Regions from separate parts of the Hordeum vulgare genome. Here region 1 is linked to region 2. Evidence: chromatin contacts called from public Hi-C data. All regions are on one chromosome and are shown on one strand. Each heading gives the region's core, a stretch centred on a gene start, on an enhancer-like site or on the middle of the called end of the contact. The rest is flanking DNA. Distances are from core to core; before and after follow the strand shown. Region 1 has its middle 280 kb from the start of LOC123407650. Region 2 holds the start of LOC123407650 (LRR receptor-like serine/threonine-protein kinase GSO1).

Region 1 (6,314 bases), core at 499-2,998, 280 kb after region 2:
TTTTTGAAAAGCCAAACATTTTTTAGAAAAAGAAGAAAAAAAATTAAAGTTTCCAAACATTTTGAAATCATGAACATATTTAGAATTGGTGAAACAAATTGGAACAAGTTCTCAATTTGTGAACAAAATTTTCAAAAGAGACATTTTTCATATAATAGTAACATTTGTTTATAAAAATTTGAAAACCAGAACATTTTCTAATTTTTTCTGACAAATTTATGAAAAAAGGAACATTTTTTAAAGTTTGTAAACAATTTTTGAAGCAGGAACATTTTTTCAACTTATGCGCACTTTTTGAACATGAACATTGTTTTATCTTATGTACATTTTTTTAAAAGCTAAATATATTTTATAAAATGAAGAAAAAAAAGTAAATTCCTGAACATTTTTAAAATTGGAGAACAAAATTTGAACAACTTTCCAATTGGTGAACAAAATTCTAAAAAAGAGAAACATTTTATGTAAAACAGGAAGATTTTTATAAAAGGGTGAATCAAGGACATTTCTTAAAATATCGACCAATTTATGAAAAAAAGAACATTTTTTGAAATTTGTAAACACTTTTTGAAGCGCGTTCATTTTTTCAAGTTATGTACACTTTTTGAAACACGGGCATTATTTGAACTGATGTGCACCTTTTGACAACACAAACATTTTTTAGAAAAAGAAGAACAATTTCTAAAATTCCCAAACATTTTCAAATCGTGAACACTTTTAGAATTAGTGAACAATATTGGAACAAGTTTCCAATTTTTGAACAAATTTTTCAAAAGACATAGTTTATATAACAGTAAATTGTTTTTATAAAAATGTGGAAACAAGAACATTTTTTGAAAATTGTGAATAATATGTGAAAAAAGAACATTTTCTGAAATTTGTAATGAAATTTTGAAGTGGGAACAATTATTCAACTTATGTACACTTTTCGAAACACAAACATTTTCTGAACTTACGTACATTTTTTGAAAAGGAAAAAACATATACAGAAAATAAAGAATACTTTTTAAATTTCATGACTATTTTCAAATCATGAACATTTTTAGAATTGGTGAAAAAAGTTTGAAAAAGTTTTCAATTTGTGAACATATTTTTTAAAAGAGAAACATTCTTCGTAAAACAGGAACATTTTTTATAAAAAATTGAAAAAGGAAGAATATTTTTTGAAAACTTTGACAAATTTATGAAAAGAACAAAACTGAAAATACCTTTTTGAAAGACGAACATTTTTTAAAAAGCAAGAATATTTTTAATATGAGAAAAATTTGTGAAAAAGCAAGAATATTTCTAATACGAGAACATTTTTTGAAAGACAAACATTTTTGAAAGATAAACACATTTTGAAAAAAAGGAAAGCTTGTTACGAATTAAAGCAATCAAAAATTATAAAGGCAACAATAACATTTTTGAAAAAAGGAACATTTTTCTAAAATTGCGAACAACTTTTTCAAAAATGTCGAACATCTTTGTAAAATGCCGAACATTTATTGAAGTTATGAATGTTTTTGAAAAACGGCATTTATTTGAAATTTAGAACATTTTTATAAAAGCAACAATATTTTCTGAATTTCAAAAGCAACTTTCAAACATGAACTTAGTTTTAAAAAATAAACATCGAAAAAATGAAACAAGAACAGAAAAACGAAAAAACGAAACAGAAAAAGGACACAAAAAGCAAAATACGATACTGCCTGCAGAGGGAGATGGGCTGTCCCAGTTGCTCGCCCCTGTGCGTTTGCCTGACTATTTGAGGCGGTGAGCCTCAAATAGGGTTTTCCATTCTATTGGTTGCTGTAGGCGTCCGTTGAAGAATTGGCTCCGCAGTAACCAATAGCAGATCATGGCCCATTATAAAATCGCTCCTTTAGGTTCGCTTTCATTTGCCTTGCTGCCTCTTTATTCTGGCTTGCGCTGCTGGTTCATGAAAAAGACTGATTTTCATAATTTTGAATATGTTTGTCAAACACTAAAAAATGTTCACAGATTTATGAAATATCTAAAATATGGTCCATCGATTTTGAAAGAAAAGCACAAATCTGTAAAAAGTCCATCAATTTTCAAATACAAATCACTGAATTTGAAAAAGTTTATCAAAATTTAAAGAAAGTTAATCGAATTGATAAAAGTTCATTGTATTTTAAAAAGTTCACCAAAAATCTTAAAAAGTTCATTGAATCCGGTAAAAATGATAACCGAATTTGAAATTGAAAACAGTTCATCATTTTGAAAAAATAGTTCGTGCAATTAAAAAAATATGAACCTATTTAAAAAGATTGATGAATTTTCAAAAATACTCTCATTATAGGTATTGAAAGATGATGAGGAAAAATATAAAAGATAGAAATAAACAGGGAAATGCGAGTTGGAGCCCGAGCTTAGATCCTCTTAATATGAGTACGAGTCATTCTCAAGATCAGTAATGGACATCTATACCTACTAATAAAGAAAATAGATATCCTTAGTTCGTCATACTATTTTTTAGAAAACCCCCTCAAGTTTCTGATCATCAACCCGCAATATTAATTTATTTTTCATAAATACATATCTTTTGAACCTTAACTCTAAAGTTAACATGTCATATATGAAATTAGATTAAATAAATATATAGAATATGAATATGATATTATTTAACCTGATAACCTTTGAAAAAGTGGTATCTATGATGAAATCTTAATCAACATCGCATGACCGGTCTTTCTTTCATATCGGTGTCAATACGAATTGACAATGAACACTTCGGCAAAACTAAGACGAGGAACCAAAAAATGTCTATAACCATGCATGCACACCTTACCAAAATCTCACAAAAAATAGATTTATCATCCTATATCAAGAGGAAGACGTATTAAGATTGACAACATTCAAACGTGTTGTGATGGTATGAACATTAAAGCCACCATAGACGAGACTAGAAAGAAGGATAAATAAAAAAGGCATATGGGATGGCATGTGTTGAAATAAAAGAAATGGACCTCTTAAAATCTTGAGTCATGAGGAAGTGAGCCTAGCTCACTTGGCTAGTGGAGTGGATGTACAACCCAGCCACCTTGGTTCAAGTCCCCACGGGCGCGAATTTAGGTTCTTATTATTTAAAAAAAACTCGCTGTGGGGGGTTTCCCTTACAGTTTTCCTTCAAAAAAATAATAATCTTGAGTCATGCTTATTAGGTTAGGGAGTGTGTTCTCTTTTTACTCGTTGCAACGCACGGGCTCATTTGCTAGTTGTATTTAAAGGAACTCCTACGTGCCACTCCCTGCAGCAGGGGATCGCTCCCACGCACAGGGGGCACGAGACAAGGCCGGCCCAACTTCTTGTTTGTCTAAAAAAATTGGATAATTTCTTCTCTCTTTTTTCCTTTTTTCCTTTTTTTCTTCCGGTTTGTTTTTTTTCATTTTTATTCAAATCGAAAAAACGTGAAATTTCTCAATCATTTTGTGAAAACATGAATGTTTTTTAAATTAAAGAACAAGTCTGAAAGCGCAAACATTTTTTAAAGTATAAACATTTTTTAATCTTGAGAACAAATTTTAAAACCAAGGACAAAAAATCCTAAAAAAATTAGGAATGCGAACAATTTTTTAAAGCATGAACATTTTCGAATCTTGAGAGCATAATTTTGAAAACTCCGAACAAATTTGGAAGCATGAACAATTTTTCGGAAAGTATGAACATTTTTTGAATTTTTAGAACAAGTTTTGAACATTAGAAAATTTTGAAAAATACTGAACAAATTCATAAACTTGAACTTTTTTGAAAACACAAACATTTTTATGAATCTTCAGCACAAATGTCGAAAAACAAGAACATTTTCTGCAAACATTTCAAAAAATCCAGAACATTTATTGAAAATCCAAAACTTTTTTCTAAAAAGCAAATACCGTTTTCGAAGTTGAAGAACAGTTTAGGAAAACATTTTTTTAAAAACCAGGAACCTTTTTCGAATTTGAAAAACATTTTTTGAAAATCCAGAATATATTCTGAAAATCCAGATATTTTTTTAGAAAAGCAGAAATATTTTCCAAATTTATTTGCAAAATCTTGAACAAATTTGGAAGTGCGGACTATTTTTTAAAGCACGAACATTTTCGAAATCTTGAGAACAAAATTTTGAAATAGAGAACAATTTTGAAAACCCCCGAAAAATTTGAAAGCATGAACAAATTTTAGAACACAAAAAGTTTTTGAATTTTGAGAACAAAATTTGAAACCCGGAACAATTTTGAAAAATCTTAAACAATTTTTTAAATCACGAATATTTTTTGAATCTTGAGTACAAAATTTTGAATAGGAGAACAATTTTGAAAAACTCCGAATAAATTCGAATGCACGAACGTTTTTTGCATTTTGAGAAAAGTTTTGTAACCGAGAACAATTTTGAAAAATCATGAACAAATTCGGAAGCACGGACAATTTGTTAAAGCCCAAGCACTTTTTGAATCTTTCAAACAAAATTTTTAAAACACCGAACAAATTTGGAAAGGCGAACAATGTTGAACAATTTTTTAAAACGGAGAACAAATTTGAAAGCGTGAACAAAATTTTAAAGCACGAAATTTTTTGTAATCTTGAGAACAAATTTTTAAAGCATGAACATTTTTTGAAGTTATAAATGTTTTTAAAAAATGGCAACTATTTGAAATTTATAACATTGCTAAAAAGCAAAAAACAATTTCGAATTTAAAGAACATTTTCTGAAAATCCCGAATATTTTTCATAAGTCTAGAACATTTTTTTGAAAACCAAGAACATTTTATTAAAAATCAATACCATTTTTGGAATTTGAAGAACAATTTATGGAAATTCCAAACATTTTTCAAAAACCCCGAACACTTTTTGAATATACATAACTTTTCTGAAAATCCTGAACACTTTTTGAATATACAGAACTTTTCTGAAAATCCAAAACATTTTTTGAGAAAAGCAGATACATATTTCGTATTCGAAGATTTTTTTTTTAAATCCAGAACATTTTTTGAAATAGAAATTGGAAAGAACAAAGAATAAAGAAAACGAAAAAAATACGGTCCAGAAACCTTCTAGAAGTTTTCAAAAATCAAAATAAAACGGCTGAAACCTCTAAAAGGTTCCTAAAATCAGGACGATCTGCTGGAACTGGGCCGTCCCATCTTGTTGGGAGCATCACTGCCCCGTGTGCGAAGCCCCGACGGTTCGCCGCTGTTGAAAGGGAATAGTCACGTTACTCAACGGCCGCAACGAGCGGCGAATAGGGTTTTGCTATATTTACTCCCTTATACGGATCGTTCAGTTAAGTTTTGAGTAAAATGACACGCCACCCATGGCCCATGGTCAATTATTGCGAGCTACCGGGGCGTTCTCCACGACTTGCTGCTGGAGTCGAAGCCATATGTGCTTGGCGTCGCGCGTCCCGACCACCAGCGCTGACGGCGGTAATGGTGATATGGATACAAACATCGTGTGTGGAGGCGCCGCTGCTCTAGCCGTTCGACATGACACAAGAGGCCTGCGAGTTGTGTTTTATGCTTCTAGCCATTGTCAGCACCACCTCGTGCTCCCACACTTGCTCCCTCTGTCGGATGCCAGCATTGGCGGCGAGTAGCTGCGAGGGATGTGCTCGCGTCGCATGTGTTCCTTGACAGCCTACTATTGCCAGTGGGGCTGATGACTACCTCGTTCCGTGTATGCTCAATCGCCAGCATGGTGTGTAGCCACCATTGCCATGTCCGTCGTGGCCGTGGTTGTCCTGGCCATGCACGCAACACCCCCGATGTGGTGGCCTTCCGTACCGCCACCTAGCACGCCGTTTGCGAGCCTCGGTGCCTGGAGCCAAATAGGATAACCTCGCGCTTCCATAAAAAGATAATTCACACCGATTTAGAGGGCCGACGACGGCGTTCACAACCTACCCATCCAGATCTTTGCGTTAGGCCTCTTGGTTATGCATGTTGCACCACCTCTCAGGGAGACCTATGACCTGTGATAGGCCTCGCTGTGGCCACTCAGTGTCTAAGGCTGGTTGTAATGGGGAGTGTCATATATTAGTATCATGCATACGATAATACTATACGACATTATATCCATAATACATAGTATTATATGTTAGTATCATATGATAGTCCATTTATTGTCATCCATAACACACAGTAGTCCATCATTTAATATGATACGGTATCATGATATAATACTCAATCCTATCTTTATTTGTTTAATTTTATGTCACCTCATCAAAATTACTTAGTTGGTATGCATGATACAACCTATAATACTACCATTTAATAGTACCATTATCGTAATGGGAATATCATAGATAGTATCATGCATGTCAACTAGGTAATTTT
Region 2 (5,896 bases), core at 2,060-4,559:
TTTGAAATCTCAAAACAGGGTAGACTTTATTTCGTGCCGCGCATTTACAACCTGATAATAGTAGCACGGCACACCACACATTTACAGTAGAGAGTGAAAAAAGATGAGGATACAATCAGTGATCAGTGTCACCGGACCAGACTGAACTGAAGTGGTTGCTGCCAAATTGATGCAACCACTAATTAACTACTGCTACTGACTGCATAGATAGAGCAGAAACTTGGCTTGCGACGAACTGTCAGGTTCCTGAGCAAGGAACGTACCAACCGATCGATGGAGCTGGAGCTGAAAGGGAAAAATGGCAGCTTAGCTAACAAGAAAGGAGTTAACGCGGCGGCAACGATCGCTCATTAGTCATTACTGGCTGGCGCCGAGCTGCTGCAGTACCGCGGCCATGGCGGGGCGCTGGCCCGGCGCCTCGCTGGTGCACAGCAGCGCGATCCCGGCCAGCTTCGCTGCCTCGGGCCTCGAGAACCTGGCCCCGAGGCGGGGATCCACGAGGTCGTCAAGCTTGGCGCCACCGCCGGGCTCCGCGTCGCCGACGGGGCAGCGGAGGAGGTGCTGCGACACCGCCTTCTTCCCGGTGAGCACCTGGAACACGACCACCCCGAAGGCGTACACGTCGCTCTTGTCCGTGAACCGGCCGGTGGTCGTGTACTCTGGCGCCAGGTACCCCATGGCGGCGCTGGCCTTGAGTGTGGAGAAGACCACGTCGTCGGCCAGCAGCTTGTGCACGCCGGAGCCGGAGAGACGGGGCACCAACAGGTGGTCCAGGAGCACCTTGTCTGCCGAGATGTTCTGGTGGACCAGAGGGGGCTTGCTCGGTTTGCTGCTGTGCAGGTAGTCGATTCCTGAAATAATTTCAGAATTTCAGCATGTGCAGAGAGCAGTAGAACGAATTACTACGTAGGAGTACATTATATACAGTACAAACTTCCTGAAACAATTCAGAATTTCAGCATGTACATCAAACTCAAACCATCTTTAATGTGTTTATTTTATACTAAAAAACAGTTTCGTATACAGCAAAATAATACTACTAGTAATAATTAAGCTGGCTCAAAAAGCTTAGAAATGGTGGTGTATATTATAGAGTACCTTTGGCAATGCCTTTGATGATGGAGACCCGGGTAGGCCAGTCGAGGATCCTCGCCTCGGCGTCACCGTCCTTGATATCCAGATACCGGGAAAGGCTACCGTTCGCCATGAACTCATAGACGAGGAAGCACTCCCCTCTAGCCCGGGAGCGGCAGAAACCCCTTAAGCCAACGAGGTTCTCATGCCGCAGCGACGTAAGCACGCGGAGCCCTTTCAAGAAGTCAGCCTCCTCCGACTTGCAGCTACTCTTGTTGATGCTCTTGACGGCGACGACCGAGCCATCCCGCATTATCCCTCTATGTGTCGCCGCAAAGGTGCTCTTGCCGAGCACATTGATGTCCGAGAAGTACTGCGTCGCGCACTCCACCTCTTCGAGATTGAACCTCACACTCGGGGAGCCCTCGGGCGACAGCCTTGCTCCGTGCTGCGATCCCTCCGACGAAGTGTCCCACCCACTGGAATACTCCACATTGATCAGTGAGGAGGCACTCTTCTGGTATGTTTCCTTTGATTGCTCCAAACTAGGCCTTCCTTCCAAGCTCTCCACAGAACAACCAACCTTCTGCTTCTGCCGGCGGTGCCATGAGAAGACAGATAGACCACAAGCCGCCACCCCAGCTATGATTATGATTGTTCCGGCAAGAACAGCTGCTGAAGAGAGTGTCGATGAGCTTGAGCATGTGCCGTTGTCGCAATTTGTGTTTTGGCTTGTATTTTGTGGAGTTTGCTGCGGTTTGATGGAGGTTGATTCGGGTTTATTCGGCATTTGATCATCGACGTTGTCATCGTTAGGACAGGCTTTCAGAGAATCAAAACGAGACCCGCAGAGCTCTAAATTGTTGTCGAACTTAAATCCGTGACCCAATTTCTTCAGATCTACAAAATACCAGTGGAGACAAGACAATTCAGATGGTAACAGAGGCAGTGACATTGTAAACATGAACACCATTGTTGAAGACTACTTACCAGAAGGAACACTTCCTGAAAGTGTATTGTTTCGGAGGTCCAGTGTTGCAAGCTGTGGGATGCCGGCAAGCTTGGAAGGGATGGAGCCAAACAGGTGATTGGAGCTCAAGTCCAGCCGTGTCAGCTCCGGCAAGTCCCCTAGAGACGCCGGTATCGCCCCGGTGAGTTGGTTGGACTGGACGGCAAGAACAGTGAGCGTCTTGAGCTCACCTAGCTGAGTAGGGATGCTCCCTGAGAGCTGGTTGTAGCCCAGCTGCAGCACTGCAGGAAAGAAGAACACAAACTTCTCAGCCATTTACCATTAGAGAAGAACAATCGATCACTGCTGCAAATTGATTAGTACTCCAAGTTTTTGGTACGGCTAATTAATCAAATCCTGGAAGTGGACAGGTAATTAATTATAATGGCCATTGTGAGCTGTAGGAACAGTCCATGCACAGGGAATAAATATGGATCGTATTTCAGAGTTTGAATGCGCACACTGCCTGTATACTAGTCAGAAGACTTCAAAGTTTTGGTCCATGCAGTGCAGGTAATCAGCAGCGAGGGCGAGCCACCCGTACGAACAAGCCAAAATGTACTTGCCAAATTCAAATTCTGCGTACTACTAGATGAGTACTAGTACTACTACTAACGAATGTCATCAAATTCAGGATCAGAAATAGACGTACCCACATTGTAGGATTAGGTACCAGTTTCAAAACGGAAGAACTCGCTCGGTAGTCAGTACAGTACCTTGGAGGCGATGAAGGCGGCCGAGCTCGACGGGGATGCCCCCGGACAGGTTGTTCACGCCGAGATAGAGCTCCGCGAGGTCGGGGAGGTTGCCAAGCTCGCGAGGGATCGCCCCGCTCAGCTCGTTGTAGTGCAGGTACAGCCCGGTGAGTCCCGGGAGCATAGCCACCGCCGGCGAGACGCTCCCGGAGAGCCGCCTCCCCTGCAGAGATACGACCGAGACCCTCCCGCGAGCGTCGCAGGAGACGCCCTCGAAGTAGTCCCTGTGGCCGCACGGGTCCCCGCCGCGCGACCACGACGCCAGCGCCGGCGCGCGCCCCGACGGATCTAGCGCCGCCTTGATCTCCATCAGCGCGTCCGTCTCGGCATTGCCGGAATTGGACGAGGAGGAGGCCGAGGTGACGGACGCGAGGAGGAGCAGGATGAGGCGGCCGAGCAGGGCGTTCTTGGACGCCATGGGAGGAAGGGGGGTAGCAGAACAGCAGAGTAGCTTCGGGTGCGCGGAGGAGTTGGAATTTGGGGGCTTATAGGGGGGTTTGCGGTAAAAAGGACGATGTGGGGGTGGTGGGGTCGGTCAGTCAAAAGGCGTTTGGATGGACGGTGAAAAGGTGGGAATCGGAGGGGGTTTATGGGGATTTCCTACTCGCGTTCGATTACACGTGCACGTGCGGGATGGATCGGATACCGTATCTGTGTCAAGTGAATCAGTACGATCCCCTGAGGGTGAAGAAATACGGTACTGCCGTACTTCAAGTTGCGTCACCATTCTTTTCTTTTTCGACAGGTTTATACACATTTACAATGTTGATAACAATATGGCCAAGGACATCTCCGACGCACGCCCGGCGAATTATCTACTCCCCCGTCCCAAAATAACTGTCTCAATCTTAATACAATTTTGTATTAGAGCTGGTACAAAGTTGAGACACTTATTTTGGAACGGAGGGAGTATGTCATTTGTCCGCGGACAGTCCACACCGATATCAAAAACCATCATCCAAAACTAACCACATATATTTCAACAATCTCTCCCTAATAATAAAGCACGCAGTGCTTCTTCCGTTCTTCGTCTTCATTTTGCAAAAAACACCCTGGATTTTCCTGAAATCAACCCGCAGTACGGATTTAAGTGAGAGACGAATCGTTTTTTTTTGTTTTTATAGGAAACCCCTGTGCTTTCCCGAAATCAACCCACAGTAAATAATACAGTGAGAAAACGAATCGTTTTTTTGATTTTTTGTAGAAACCTCCTTCAGTTTTCATAAAATAAACCCGCAGTACATACTTGAGTAAAAAAAACAATCATCTTTCGTATTTTTTCGAAAACACCCCTACAGTTTTTAATTAATTAATCTGTAGTTCAATTATAAATGCAAAATACTTTAAAAAATTATATCTTTTAAATGGTAACTCTAATTTTACATTATTATATATGAAATTTTATTAGAAAAATATGTAGAATCTGAATATAATGTTAGTTTACTATTTAATTTTGAAAAATTCTGTTTATAATGTAATTTTAATCAATAATGATGCGCACAATCTAAATATAATGTTACTTTATTTATTTAATAATTTTTAAATAATATTTATGCTGTAATTTTAATCAATAGCGTACAATCCATTTTTCATAACGAGACCGATCCGTGTTGTTAATTAATCCGCGGTCCAATTACAATTAACAAATACTTAAAAAAATTATATCTTTTAAATTGTAACTCTAATTTTAAATTATTACATATGAACCTCCATTCAAAAAATGTGTTGAATCAAAATCTAATGTATCTTACCTATTTAATTTTTTTAATTTCTATTTATAATGTAATTTGAATCTATAGTGATGCGTATAATCAAAATATGATGTTATTTTACTTATTTAACAATTTTTAAATTCTATTTATGCAGTAAGTTTAAATAAATATCTCAAGTCATGATTATTAGGTTAAAACGTGTTGTATGGTTTGCTTCCGTTGCAACGCACGGGCTCTTTTGCTAGTTATTAAAATTGTTGAAACTAGACGGACGAAATTCATGTAAATCAGTTGAATTTTTTAATGAACTAGAAGAGATCCATACAAACATGACATGTTTCATATAGACATGAGGAAATTCATTATATTTCAGACATACTTTAACTAAAATCAGAACTTGTCTTAGTTTTGAGGTATAATTCCTAATCAAAATGATTGTCGATGCCCGTTCCCATCGAAATGCCCTCAGCCCCGAGAATTGAAACTCCGACACTTGTCTTCGCCTTCTCCGGCTCAAGCTCCGGAGCCTCCGCCACCACGGCTTGAGCGGCTAACCGGCCGAAGATTATCAGCCCACCAAGCTTGGCTTCACACAAGCGGTGGTCTTCCTAGGATCCGAGCGGCATCGACCTACCATGCACTACTCTTCCTTGTCATCGGCAACGCCCGCGGATGTGTTGACTTTGTGGTCATGGCAACGGGGAGCGGCCTTGGCAGAGACGGCAATGTCCTCCTCCTCGTCGCTCTTGCCCCACGCCTCATTTGTCGCCTCATCAAACTACTTATAGGCGGCCTCCAGTTCTGCCTGACGCTAGCTGTATCACCAACGGTCAAGGTGGATCTCGCCAGCGAAGCGCTAGGACTCGAGAAGCGTCGCCTGCTGTGTCATGTCCATGTTTGGCGTGATTGTCCTGTCAGCCTCGAGCTGCTCCTCAGCCTGCCGGTGCTCCTCAAGGAGATGGAGGTTGTAGGCCGCATCGCCTTCGCCTCATGTAACTGCTCCTCTCGATCATCTCGCACGATGTCCATGTAATGGGCATGTTCCTTGCCGATGGTCATGGTTCAGTGCACCGGTGAGGGTGGCACCCGCTCGTCCTCGGCCAGGTTCTCCAATGGGACATCATCGACCTCCGCCTGTTGGCCGGCAACAATGGCAGCCGTCTCCTTCTTATGCTTCAGCGACATCCCATCCGAGAGAGATTTGGAGTGTGAGGAGGCCATGGTGGGAATGGTGCAAAGAGGAGAAAGGGACTCGAGGAGGATGACTACATGCTATGGCTTAGGCTGGAGTTCATATACCGGGGGCGAATGGCAATGGTGGGAGGCTGACGGATGGACATGTGGCA

Evidence for each region. A called contact is a pair of places that touch in the nucleus more often than the background predicts.
Region 1: a contact with region 2 is called in a Hi-C map of leaf, with 2.4 times the contacts expected there. The contact joins the enhancer-like site here to the promoter of LOC123407650 in region 2. A contact is called at or near these places in 2 of 6 Hi-C or Micro-C datasets (leaf and seedling).

The regions. Positions count from the first base shown.
Region 1 is chr7H:421,226,518-421,232,831 of MorexV3_pseudomolecules_assembly, forward strand. No RefSeq gene overlaps it. Among protein-coding and RNA genes, the nearest start is that of LOC123407650, 280 kb to the left of the region's middle. Within about 2 kb of position 1,749, at least 2 of the 3 cell types and tissues checked have open chromatin away from gene starts, as enhancers often do. A contact at or near this core is called in leaf, where this site is marked.
Region 2 is chr7H:420,946,304-420,952,199 of MorexV3_pseudomolecules_assembly, forward strand. LOC123407650 (LRR receptor-like serine/threonine-protein kinase GSO1) reads right to left here and starts at 3,310. Exons shown (of 4, transcript XM_045100832.1): 1 at 2,800-3,310; 2 at 2,065-2,325; 3 at 1,099-1,974; 4 at 1-851. The coding sequence starts at 3,256. The coding sequence ends at 358.